Regions from separate parts of the Cyprinus carpio genome. Here region 2 is linked to region 1. Evidence: chromatin contacts called from public Hi-C data. All regions are on one chromosome and are shown on one strand. The core of a region is the stretch at or near the end of the contact, and the rest is flanking DNA. Distances in the headings are between cores, read along the strand shown. Region 1 holds the start of LOC109059322 (myocardin-related transcription factor B-like). Region 2 holds the start of LOC109049507 (insulin-like growth factor-binding protein complex acid labile subunit).

Region 1 (6,979 bases), core at 3,323-5,822:
TCATTACACACCAAATAAAGCTCCCCAAACCTCCCCCATACTGATTTTCTGACACCATCAGACAGCATATGCTTTCCCATCAATAAACATTTCACAATTAAGTGGAGTGTTTGCACATGTGTCTGTGCAGTTGTTGATCCATTTTATCATTAGAAGTGAGGGTCATTTTCAGTATCATGGATCATTTCACCTTAGATTATTGTATGAAGTAGAATAAATGTGTGAATGTCAGGACGGTGACAAGTATTATAATGAGAATATGATCATCTGTGACTCTCTTTATGTAATCAAATACATTAATTTGACAGACTAATTTAAATAATTTGCCACTGATGCTTTGTTTTGAGCAAGACGTGACCAACAAGTGAAATGTAGAGTTTCTAATTCTCTCGGTATAGGCTAAAAAATTTGGCCTCCACACTCTCCTTTTGATTTCCCCAGTTTCTTCAATACAGAGACATGCAGGTTTCCTTGAGAAATCATTTTGTTCTGGTTTAAAGGCTCAAAACAGAATGTCTAATTTTGTAATGTCCAAAAAAAAAAAAAAAGTAGCTCATGAAACAAAACAGAAATACTATACTGCCCTCTGCTGGTGCTGCATAGTAAATGCACAAGCGCTCCATTAATAGCGCAGTCATTCTTATGCATGTTATAATATCTGTGAGCACTGCTAATTCACTTTATTATTAAACATCTTTGTCAATAGTAAGAGTAATTTACAACTGATATCAATACTGAATAATCATTATATTTGTATTATCCAGGCATGTTGTTCATCAATTCAACATGGACTGTGCTATTTTAAATAGATGCTTTCATATTGTGAAATATTATTACAACTTAAAATAACTTTTTTCTGTTTGAATATATTTTAAGATGTAATTTGTTCCTGGGGATTTTCTGCATCATTTCTCAGTCTCCAGTCTTGAAAACAGTTATGCTGCTTAATATTTTTGTGGAAACTGTGATGTTTTTTTTTCCTCCAGGATTCTTCAATAAATGGAAAGTTCAAAAGAACAGTGTTTATTTTAAACAGATTTTTTTTTTAACATTAAAAAGTCTTTACTGTTATATTTGATCAACTTGATACATGCTGAATAAAATTATTCATTTCTTTCTTTCTTTCTTTCTTTCTTTCTTTCTTTCTCCAATCATTCTGACCATCAGAAGATTTCTTAATGGCATCTCAAGTGTTATTCCTTTTTTGCAGTGGTACAAGGTAAATCATGGTAAACTGTGTGCTGCAGTCTACATTACTGTCTCTGACTGGACGCAAACTGTCACCCGGAAAAGAAAGAGCAGGTGTTGAAAATGACTGGGTCAGTCTTCCCACCTCCATACTTCAAAACCAAATGGTGCATAAGTAAGCCAGATTAATTTTGAAGAGCAGCACCTCTTCATTCTTCAGTATGTTTCCCCTTAATCATCTGTTTTATGTTAATCATGTTTTGTATACAACTTTGAAAAATCATTTTTATAGAGGAATCAGAATTAGGAATTGGCTAGAATCAAACATGAATGTTGCTGCACAACATGTGTGCATGACCTGATCGCCAGGGCGCAGCTGCAACACAAACTCAGACTGTTTTTGATGTTGCATTAATCTAAATGAATAATCAGTGGTTGGTGCCCCAAAGTCTCTCAGGCAGCTGGGGCTCTATCCTGCCCATCATCTCACTGTGTGTGAAGCAGAATGTAAAGACACACAGCACTACAATGAGTCACATCTCAAGCCAGCACTCTCAGAGATACGGCTGGCATCCAGCCTGCCTCCCCCTTCCCCAAACCACACACTATTCTGGGCCGTGATTAAGCCTCACACCTCCATCAGCGGGGAAGTGTGGGCAATGTGGGACATGATCATCCTGAAACAGCTATGTGGGAGTAGACATGAGAAACGGAAGCAGGAAAACAGAAAGAGAGAGGGGAAAAGAGCAACCTTTCTTATGACTCACACTGTGTTACTTAAGTTTGTTGTTATGTTGGCTCTGGTTTGGTTTGCAAATTATCTGTAATCTACTGCTTTCTAAATGGCTGTTGAAACATAAGGACACTTGCAAAGTTTATTAAGATGATGTGATCCTGAAGTGTTTGGGTAAACCAAGAGTTGTATGGTTCATCTTAAGTATTATATTATAAACTTTTAAGAAATTACCTGCTGGGTTCACAACTTGCCTCATGTTTCTTTGAGGCCACAGTTCAACAACATAAACACTGGCTTACAATAAGCAATCAAGATATCACATGCATTTACTCTCAAATATACTGAGGTAATCACAAATATTGTGAATACTTATTAAGATTGTATATCTTAATACTTGTGTTAAAGTGATAGTTCACCCAAAAGAATCTGTCATCATCTACTACTCACTCTCATTTCATTCCAAAACTGTATGAAGATATTTTGAAGAATGTTGGCAACAAAATAATTTCGATTTACATTGACTTACATTGTATGGTCAAAAAATACTATGTAAGCCAGTTGGAACCAAAACTGTTTGGTTACAACATTCTTCAAAAATAATTCTCTTAAATGGATTATCCACCCCAAAATGAAAAATTTGTCATTAATCACTTACCCCCATGTCATTCCAAACCCGTAAAAGCTCCATTCGTCTTCGGAACACAATTTAAGATATTTTGGTTGAAAACCGGGAGGCTTGAGACTGTCCCATAGACTGCCAAATAAATAACAGTGTCAAGGTCCATAAAAGGAATGAAAGTCGTCTTCATAATACTCCATCTACCATCAGGCGTGCAATCTGGGTTATATGAAGTGATGGGAACACATTTTGTAAGCAAAGAAAACAAAAATAATGACTTTATTCAACAATTCCTTTGTCAACAGTTACCTCTGTGTCTCTCCATGTAACTATATGCTATGTATGCTGTTCTGTTTCATCCACGCCACAAGGATGTGCTGTTTTCTTTCAAATCAAAGCTAAGTACAAGTAGAAACAGCGCATCCTTGTGGTGCGGCTGGTACAGAAGAGCATATGCAGCATACAGTGATATGGAGAGACACAAAGGAGACTGTTTACAAAGGAATTGTACAAAGGAATTGTTTTCTTCGCTTACAAAAAGTGTTCCCTTCGCTTCATATAACCCAGATTGCACGTCTGATGGCAGATGGAGTATTCTGACGACGGCTTTCATACCTTTATAGACCTTGACACTGTTATTTATTTGGCAGTCTATGGGACAGTCTCAAGCCTCCCGGTTTTCATCCAAAATATCTTAAATTGTGTTCCGAAGATGAACAAAGCTTTTATGGGTTTGGAACGACATGGGGGTAAGTGATTAATGACAAATTTTTCATTTTGGGGTGGAGTAACCCTTCAAGTTCCACAGAAGAAAGAAAGTCATACAAGTTTAGCATGTCGAAGTTGAGTAAATTATGACAGCATTTTTGTTTTTGGGTGAACTATCATTTTAACTCTCAAAAAGGTACAAAAGCTGTCACTGGGAAGGTACCCATTCAAAAGGTACATCTATGTAAACATATTAATACATATTGTTTACATATTTGTATCAAAGTGTACATATTGGTACCTAAATGCAAAATATTAGTATACATGGAAAGATACTGCAACAACCTTGTGGAAACACACTAAGTAATGCTGTTTTTAAAATGACAAGAAACTTCAGTGACAAGAAACTTGAATCTAGTTGTGTAAGTGAGTATGTTTTGCTTCCCAGAGCTGTATCAGTTCCTCAAGAAATGTTCCTGTTATTATATTTGGATATGTTCGTGTAATGATCACATGTCGGGTGTGAATTGACTTTGAAAGCACACCAGATGGCAGTGTCATACAAACATATTATTATTATTATTATTATATGTTTTATTTATTTATTTATTTATTTATACTTATCTTAGTTCATAGCTTTATCTTATTTTTCTTTATTTCATTTTGCCTGTTTATTTACTGAGCCCAGTGGGAATGATGAAAGACATTTAACAGTTTAGGGTAACAGTTCACATCAGGGTCTGTAACTGATATGAGTTTACGAATCTCTCAGCAGCACACTAATAACATTATCAGGGGTGCAAAGTACTTGAGTAGGCTAATTATTTAACACAAAAAAAGTACTCCATAACACCTTGCTATAAATATATTTAAATGTAAAACAAATAAAAATCCCCTTTGATAAATTTCAGTTAATAGTTTTCAGGACAGAGATTTAAGTTTAACATGATTTGACTCAATCACATAAGTGTGTGCATCAGAGAGAGGGAAAATCTTTATCAGCCAGTTTCAAAAGCAAAGGGGGAAAGGCCTACAATTAAATGCGATTTTTTTTTTTCTTCATTGACACAAAATTCCAAGCTTTTGATAAGCTATTTAGACTTTTAATTGAAATACATTTTGACACATTTCCCTTACAGTAGGCTATAATATCTTTTTTTTACTCTGTGCATATAGGCTATGTGCATTGCTGCGTGTAGTCGGTTGTTTACGTTTATCTTTCAGAATAAGATATGAAGTAGCCTACATATGAAGTAGTTTTATTCCGTTTCACTTGATGTGGTGTCAGTTGTCTTCGGAAGAGTTGTGAAGGGTTAACACAACTTCATTACATCACCGGCTAAACACAAAAAGAGCGGCCATCTTTACCCACTGTAACAAATGCTACTCCAGAAAAGAAAGAAAATAAATGTCCTGTCGGGATTTTATTGTATTCTGGATGTGTCATCAAAGGGAACATATTTAATTTGGAAGCCAAAAAAACGGTAGGATACTTATCCAGTTTTATTATCTATAAGACGTATCCTAACTGCCGAGCGCGTGAGTGAATGACAATCCAGTTATTGTAATACATTGAAAGTGACACTTTATATATTAAATACCTGCGCGAGAATTCAGAACGGTGTGTCATAAACGGAACTCTTATGTAACAGAAGGACTGTTGTGTGGATTTTTTTTCTCTCTCTCTGATATTTTCGCTGCTGGAACAGTGTCATGTCACTTTCGGAACTTTTTAGAGTTATTTTAGGGAATATTTAGAAGCACTATTACATTGGTTATAGTTCACGGTTTTAGAAAGTTCAGATGACGTCATACCTTTTTTATTTCTGTGCGTTTATGTATGCTATATGTATTTATGTATGTGTGTGTGTGTGTGTGTGTGTGTGTGTGTGTGTGTGTGTGTGTGTGTGTGTGTGTGTGTGTGTGTGTGTGTGTGTAGTAATACTAATAATATACTAAGAATGTCTGGTCAATAAGCGTTTTTTAAATCATGTAAACTTATTGTATGAATATCAAATTACAATTTTAAATGTAATCTTAATGTTAATTCTACGTAGATTTACATATAAACAATATACATCTAAATGTTAATTTTAAATCTCCTCTCATCTCATGTCTATTGTGAAATAGACAAGTTGTATAGGACTATTTTATATTTCTAAAACCCCTTTTAAAGGTACTGATTCGATCTCGCTTAACTTTCTTGTCACATTATTCATACATTTTAAATAGAATTTAAATTTACAGTTTTATTTGTGTCTGTAATAAAGCATACAGCTAAATATTTATATTAATGTTTTCCATATATTTCATGTTTTCATATATTCCCACTATTCCAATTTTACATTTGATAGTCACCCCCAACCCCCATTCAGCCTCTTCATTTACTTACATTTAAACTTGAATTAAATTTTGATTGATTGCATGGGTATCATACACTGGTTTCCATACATGTACAGCACAAACATTCAAAGGGAATTCTAACAAAGAATGTGCAAGTCACTTTAGATAAATGCATTTGTGTGTGTCGCTCCAACTCAATAGGTGTGAGGTCACAGAGTGCATTTTGAGTCGAGTATTTGTTACCATAAACAAGTGAAACAGTCTTGATAGTTCATTAAAATGTTGTTAAGCATGCACACACTCATGGCTTTATGGGTGTGTCTGCAAGGCAGCATTGTTGAGCATTCCCATGCAGTGATCTTTAGCTTCAGTGTGATTTGTGTGGAGGTGTGGTGCCTGAAACACTCCCAGTGTTTACTGCCACAGGCCTGAATAATTTGTCTCTACTGCAGGTAGGAAAAGTTTCATTAAGCCGGCTTTATGCCTAAATATAGTCTCAACCGTAAGCCACCTTTTCTTGCAGTATTGAATACATTCATATTCACTAAATTCAGTTTGTCCTTTTGACCTACAATGTCGCTGTTCACTTACAGTATGCACTGTTATTGTGTTTCTGTTTATTTGTCATCATTGTAGTCAAGAAGAGCATGACAACCACCCAGGACTGGATGAACCAGATTGTTATTATTGATATTTATTTAAGTTTGTCATATTAATGGAAATATATGACAGAGTTGTCAAAAATAGTGAATGTGTGTTATGATTTAAGAATAATGTCTGCAAGCAGCTCTTAAACGGCAGAGCCACGTGTTTTAGTTGTTTATCCAAGCCAGTTTGCCTGCATAGCATCAAATGCCAACTTATTTGCACAGCTTCTCAGCTCACATTTTTGGATTTAATCTAATGATAATGATCAAATATTATAATCTGTCTTTACTTGCCTAAATATAGCCCATGTTATGGATGTTGACTTGAAAAATAAAGCATTTTTTATTGATGGCAGGCTGAATCTTACCCACCGCAGGTGTCAGTTCACCACAGCATACTTCACATACATGTGTCTTTCCTCAAACAGCGTGCGCTGAAAAAATTACTGGTGAGGACTGTTCCCTGTCTGTGAATCAATTTAAAGGAATTCTGACTTTGTGTAAAATAACGGCCCGTGTTTTGATTCTACCTTCCATCATTTGGTCAATGTCCACATGTCTACAGTTAACACAGGACCTTTAGACTGCAGCTGTGCTCAAGCAGGACTTGAAAGCTGTAGGTCCTGGAATTTATAGTGGCTGTAAGCATGATATGTCCCTGGTGGTCTGGACATTGTTTTCTTAGTCTGCTGCGTCGCCTGTTTGACTTCAAGTTTGCAGCCTCAAAGTTGTTATCGT
Region 2 (6,413 bases), core at 1,459-3,958, 150 kb before region 1:
TATGTACATATATCCAAATTTGGGTTTGGTTTATCAGACTGAGCATTTGCACAATGCCCTTTTACATGTTTACATAGTGACCATAAACAAACAAATTTTTGAAGGAGCTAGACATAAAAAACAAACAAACAGGGCAGCATAATACTTAAAAATGTTATATGTAGAGTACAATAAGACAGTTAGACAATAGACATAGAGTAATATATATATATAATGTTTGTATATTTTAAATATTTTCCCACCTAACAATTTTTTTTCCAGTAGTCTTTATTTGAATTTATTTCCAAAAAAAATTTACTTGAATATATTACTAACACTGTTATTTTTACATGACTTGAAAAATGAGAGCCTATCACCCATCTTTAAGATCTTTTCACAAAACTGAGATAAATAAAAGTCATGAATTGAAGCTCTGACATGTGGATTTGAATTATAATGACTGAATAGAAAAGGTAAAATGTGGTGTAGCAGAATCAATAGTTTTAGATTTAACAGTCCCGAAAATGTTCACTGCCGATGTTCCGCAGGTCAAGTCCAGAAACGCTGGGTGGGCTGGCACATGTGATGTTATTGTATATTGTGACAAGTGTGTGGGGCTCCTCACCTTCCCCAAGCATTTCAACCTGCAGCGGAACCACCTGTGGCTTCTGTAGAAAGAAATCTCGAAAGGGTTTAGCACTGCAATCACATTTCCAGTTGTTACCTGAGAGCCAGAGCTGATCCAAGCTATTGGGTATAGAAGCTGGGAGGTTGACCAGTACATTGTCTTTCAGGTTCAAGTAACGCAAACGTGGCAGCATGTATATGGTCACATTAAGTATGAACTCCAGCCTGTTTCCAGAGAGATCCAGCCAAGACAGGTGTTGCAGAGGCAGTAAGGCCTCAGCAGGAAGATTGTGAATTAGGTTGCCTGACAGCAGCAGGTAATCAAGGTTCTTCAGGCCATGAAACGTGTGTGAATTGATAGATGTTAACTGATTGTACCTTAGATCAAGCTGTTGCAGCCCTTGTAGTTCCACAAAACTCTGACGCTCAACCATAGAAATGTTGTTGTGTTGTAGGAAGAGGCGACGAAGACCTGTTAGACCGATGAAACTTTGGGCTGAGACTTTTGTCAGACAGCTTCTATCAAGATGAATACTGTGGAGCTTTGACAGACCCTTGAAAATTTGATCCGGTAGGCTGTGGAAACAGCTGCCAGTAAGTTTTATCACAGCAAGGTGATTCAGGCCTATAAATGTGCCCATGCGTGCCTCTTGTAGCCGGTTGTTCCCCAAGTTCAACACCTCTAGATGACCCAGCCCTTCAAAAACTTTCACTCCCAAGGCTCGAATCTGGTTGTGGCAAAGGCAGAGTTCCTCAAGATACTGCAGGTCACGGAAGGTCCCGGGTCTTAGGCTACCAATTGAATTATTTGACAGGCGAAGCACGTGCAGGCTGTACAACCCGAGGAAAGTTTCATCATGAAGTGCAGATAGACGATTTCTGCTGAGGTCCAACCATCTCAAAGATTTCATGCCTACAAATGCCCTAGGTGCCACGGTCACTATCTGGTTTTCGGCCAGATAAAGCTTCTGCAGCTTTGGGAGTTTCAGAAACACGTTTGCCTTAATAACTTTCAGATAGTTTCCAGTTAAGTCCAATTCTTTGAGCTCAGTGAGTCCCTGAAATAGCTGTGGTTGGAGATACGCCAGACGATTCCCAGCAAGGACCAACTCTCGTAATCCGTGTAGGTCCTGGAACCCCATCTCAGGCAGGACAGACAGTGAATTCCATCCTAGGTTCAACAACCACATGTGGCTGAGTCCAGCGAACAACTTGTCATCTATTCGAGACAGCTGGTTATTGTTGAGACTGAGGGATGCAAGGTTGGGTGTTCCCTGAAAGACTATGCCAGGTAATGAACGAATATTGTTTCTCTCAAGGTGCAGGTGAGCAAGGGAATTCAGACCTCTAAAGACATGGCCATCGAGGGATACCAGCAAGCCACTCTGTAGGTTCAGGAACTCCAGATTGGACAGCTTTTCAAAAGCAGCCGCTGCTAAGTTAGAAAACAGGTTTCCATCCAGCCATAAGGAGTGTGTAGATAGAGGGAAGTCGGAGGGAACCTCGGTGAAGTTACGTGTGCTGCAGTAGACATTGAGCTCTAAGCTGTAGTCATCTTGGCTACAGGTGCATCCCTTTGAGCAAGGCTCACTTTTTTGGCCGTTGGGTTCCTCTGAGGGCTTTGGATCTACCAAGAGTCTTGGCTCCTGTGAGGGTCTGGATTCCTTTTTGTTGGGGTCTGCCAGCACCACTGATGTCACCAGTGTGTACAACAATAGTGGTACAAAGTGGTTCATTCCAACTAAGAGACAATAATCAAAATGTCAAGATTAAACACTAGTATGGTACAAAAGCACCTACCTATCTATATACTTTTCTTAAAATCTGTGAAATTCAGATTATCACACTATTATATTACTTTTCTCAAAGCGTCTAATTCGGAATCCCATAAACATTCACTGAACATCTATGGAAAATTAAATAAGGATTATAAGAATGATCGATTTGATTGTTTTCAAATGAGAAATTTTGGATTTGGCTCTACCGTTTTATTGTGGCAGCAGTCCAGCAGGTGTTCACTAGAAGAGTGGCATGTGTGTGACAGATCTGAACCAACTCTGTCCCTATATATCACCTAGGAAAATACACACAGTGTTCCGCACAGAATTAACCTCTTCATTTCTGATGTTTTCATTTTCAGTTTGCTGCTGTTGCTACTGTTTGCAGTTTTAGCATTTGAACATCAAATTATTTCTAGCATAAGCTTGATATAATTTTTTATTTTCTGTTTTTTTTTTTTTACCTTTGATCTGTGTTTACTGACAGGCATTACATGAATATGTATGAACATTTATTTTAGAAAAAAAGTGTCTTATTGGAGATTTTCAACATTTTGATTGAACTAATTTAACTCTATTTGGAATATTTTGTTTGAAATTAGAAATCTAAGTTGGGTTGCTGATTGTCAATGCATTTTCACGGAATGTTCTATCTAATACTCCCACACATTTTAGACAAAACTCCTTTGACTTCTCTGAATAGTGTTCCAAAGTTCATGTAAATCTGCCGAGCCATCAGTGACATTTAACAGATGGCACTTACTCTGGTTGTGGTTATCTGTTGGAAGACGTCCAACTCCAAAAAGTTATTGAGAGTTAAACAAGCTAGAGGACAAGGCCTGCTTTTAGTCTGAAACATAAGTTACAAAGAGAAGGATATTAATAACACAGATTAAAATGTATTTATTTGAAGAACATGTGTGTCAGTAATTATTCAGTGGGATTCAAAGAATGTTAGGAAGTGGCAACTACTGTAAAGGCATACAGAGATAGGACCCTCAACTGGCAAATGCTGCAGTCCTCTACTCTCATACAGAAATCAATACAGACATCTCATTCACATACAGTGATTTTTAAAATGCAGAGGTTCTTTTCTGTCACAGGTTTAATGACCACTAGAACTTGCTGACCCAGATATGCTCAACTAGGACTAGAGCGGAGACCAGGACAATAGCGATGGAAATGTTGGTGGAAACAGATTTTCTGCAGTCAAGATTTTGGATATGTGTCAGAAATTAACTTTCAAATATAAACTCATCCTGAGAAATAGTCACAGGAGCGATACATGTGACCACATATATGTTATTGTTTATGCTCAATGGCACAGTGTTGAGGAAAAAGAACCTTTAAGCAGAGTTTGTATTTTAAGACACATTACCATTAAATCACCAGTAGAGGGAAGTACAGTCTTTTGCTCACAAGATTTCATCAAGTTAAGCTGAGTTACCCCCAAGAAGTCCACATATTTTCTGCTGTATTATATTTTATCATAAAATGTGTCAATCTTGAAGGCCACTGAAAAAGCCATGGACGTTTTAAAACAGCACCTTTCATTTTTTAAGCAAAATTATCAATGACTATTAACTTCCATGTTGAAAGCAAGGGAACTAATGATTGATGAAGTTCACCTTGCCTCAGGTCTGTTTTCCATCACTTTCCACTGGCAGTTGTAATGTTTTTTTCTATATAAATGTGCATCTGCTGAGGACAAAGTAAGGTACCCAACAGCCAGAAAAAGTTTCTTCCTTCTCAAAAACAGAAAGTGCTTACATATTCATGAACAATATGCAAAGGAACAGCTCAGGTATGGAAAGCAGTCAGTACTTGAGGGTAATCTGCCACACTGTGGCTTTTAATGATTGCTTCTCCCCTGACAAACAGCTCTAATTGGCTCAGTCTCCTACAGTCAATGATATACAAAGGTTTGGAGCTTTGTCATTTGGCTGTGGCTCACCATGAGCACAAGAGGTGTCAGGATGAATGACAGTGCCAGCTGCTCAAACACACTCTCTGCCTGTTCTGTGAAGATGCCTCTCAGTGCTGCCGGCACGCTTCAAAAACGGCCTTTAACGTCAACCAGCTGAGCTAACTAGTGCTGGACATTGTGTCACTTCTTCAGCACTGTGGAGGTGAGGAGGTGAACAGGCCTAAAGGGCATGATGTCAGATTAAGTTAGAGGGGAAATGTGTGTGATGCTGATGTTAACGAGGTCTCTCTTTGGTCTTCCCTCCATCTGCCAGTGAATCCTGCCGAGATACTCACCTCTGGAAGTTTCTTTTAATTTCCTTTTGAAATTGAGACAAGAAGTGTTGCATAAATATTGAAATACAAGAACGCCAGTTTTGAGCGAGAGCAAAAACACCTTCATTAGTTTTTCAATTTCATAGTTTTAGCACAGGTGTAATAGACACAAAATGACAAACAAAGATAATGGAAAGGTATTTGGATAAAAGCTAAATGATTAAATGTAAATGTAAATGTATTTCTAAGCTGAACAGCAGTAAGAAGAGAAACAAAATCAAAGCTAGTCAAAATGCTATCTTGCAAGTTCATCCATCCAACTATTCACTCTCCAAACCACTTATCCTCTGTATGGTCGTGGTGGCTGTAGCCTATCCCAGCATCTTGGGCCACAAATCCATCTGATTAATGGTATTTAAGCAATATAAGAACTAGGAAACAGAGTTATACAGTACCTGACAAAACTTTGGAAACATTACAATGTTTTAATGCTTTTGAAAAAAAAAAGAAAAAACTAATTAATTTAAAGTCTGCATTTATAAAATACATAGAAAATAGTAATATTGCAAAATAGTATTACAAATGTAATATATTTTAAAATATAATTTATTCCTATGATGTAATGCTGAATTTTTAGCATCGTTACTTCAGTCTTCAGTGTCACACAATCTTTCAGAAATAATAACATTCTAAAAACATTTCTTATTATTAAAACAGCTGAAACCCTTTCAGGATTATTTCAGGATGAATAAAAAGTTTAATAAACAGAATTTATAAAAAGTATTAAATAATTTAGTAAATATAAATCTTTTCCAACATGTCTTCACTGTTACAATTGACACATTTAATGCACCCTTGATTATTAAAAGTATTAAGTTCTCTCTGTTTTAATATTACCACAAATGTTGAATGGTATGAACTGTTTCCATAAAAAATGTTAAGCAGTAAAAGCATTAATAATAATCTGAAATGTTTCTTGAGCAGCAAATCATCATATTAGCCTGATGATACACGGGGCAACTTTTTTTGAACAATGTTGCTTGGGCACTTTCCCATTGAGAATGGGTAACAAATTTCTATATGGATACTTTAGATCGGTCATGGCCCCTGTGTCTCACCTGGTTGCCTGTGGACGGCAACATTGGCCAAAATTGCTGGGCAACATTTCTTAAAAAGGTACCCTGTGTATCATCAGCATTAGAATGATTTCTGAAGGATCAGACTGGAGTAATAATGCTGAAATTCTGCTTTAACAGGAATAATTTACAGTTTAAAATAAATTCACATAGAAAACAGGTATATTAAATTTGGTTTTAAATGCAGTAGTGGGTGGTGACCACTACTTCTTTAAAAATTTTAAATAATTAATTAATTAATTAATAATTTGTAATTTGTTCAAACTTTTTAACTTTTTTGTGTGTGTGTGTGTGTGTGTGTTTGTGTGTGTGTGTGTGTGTGTGTGTGTGTGTGTGTGTGTGTGTGTGTGTGTGTGTGTGTGTGTGTGAAGTTTTACTTACTAGTCATATAGTTCGTAGCACCTTAGAGATGTTTTCTGACAGGAGGTCCTTTCCAATTCTGGTGCATGGTAGTGTTAATTTAGTTAACAAAAAGTATGACTAAAATGTTCGTTAACGAGTTTTAAGAAAGAACCTTTATTTTTAAGAGTGTATGACACTGAAGAGTGGAGTAATGATGCTGAAAATTCAGCTTTGCCATCACAGGAATGAATTTCATTTTAAAATAGAATATGTTAATAGATGTACATATGCTAAATAAATATGTTTTTAT

What was found. Hi-C and Micro-C count contacts between places; a contact is called where the count stands out from the background.
Region 2: a contact with region 1 is called in a Hi-C map of liver, with 6 times the contacts expected there. The contact joins the promoter of LOC109049507 here to the promoter of LOC109059322 in region 1. A contact is called at or near these places in 2 of 8 Hi-C or Micro-C datasets (both in liver).

What each region holds. Positions count from the first base shown.
Region 1 is chrA3:15,445,747-15,452,725 of ASM1834038v1, reverse strand. It overlaps LOC109059322 (myocardin-related transcription factor B-like), which reads left to right and starts at 4,572. Exons shown (of 17, transcript XM_042720380.1): 1 at 4,572-4,735.
Region 2 is chrA3:15,593,359-15,599,771 of ASM1834038v1, reverse strand. It overlaps LOC109049507 (insulin-like growth factor-binding protein complex acid labile subunit), which reads right to left and starts at 2,708. Exons shown (of 2, transcript XM_019067189.2): 1 at 2,591-2,708; 2 at 1-2,347. The coding sequence starts at 2,342. The coding sequence ends at 489.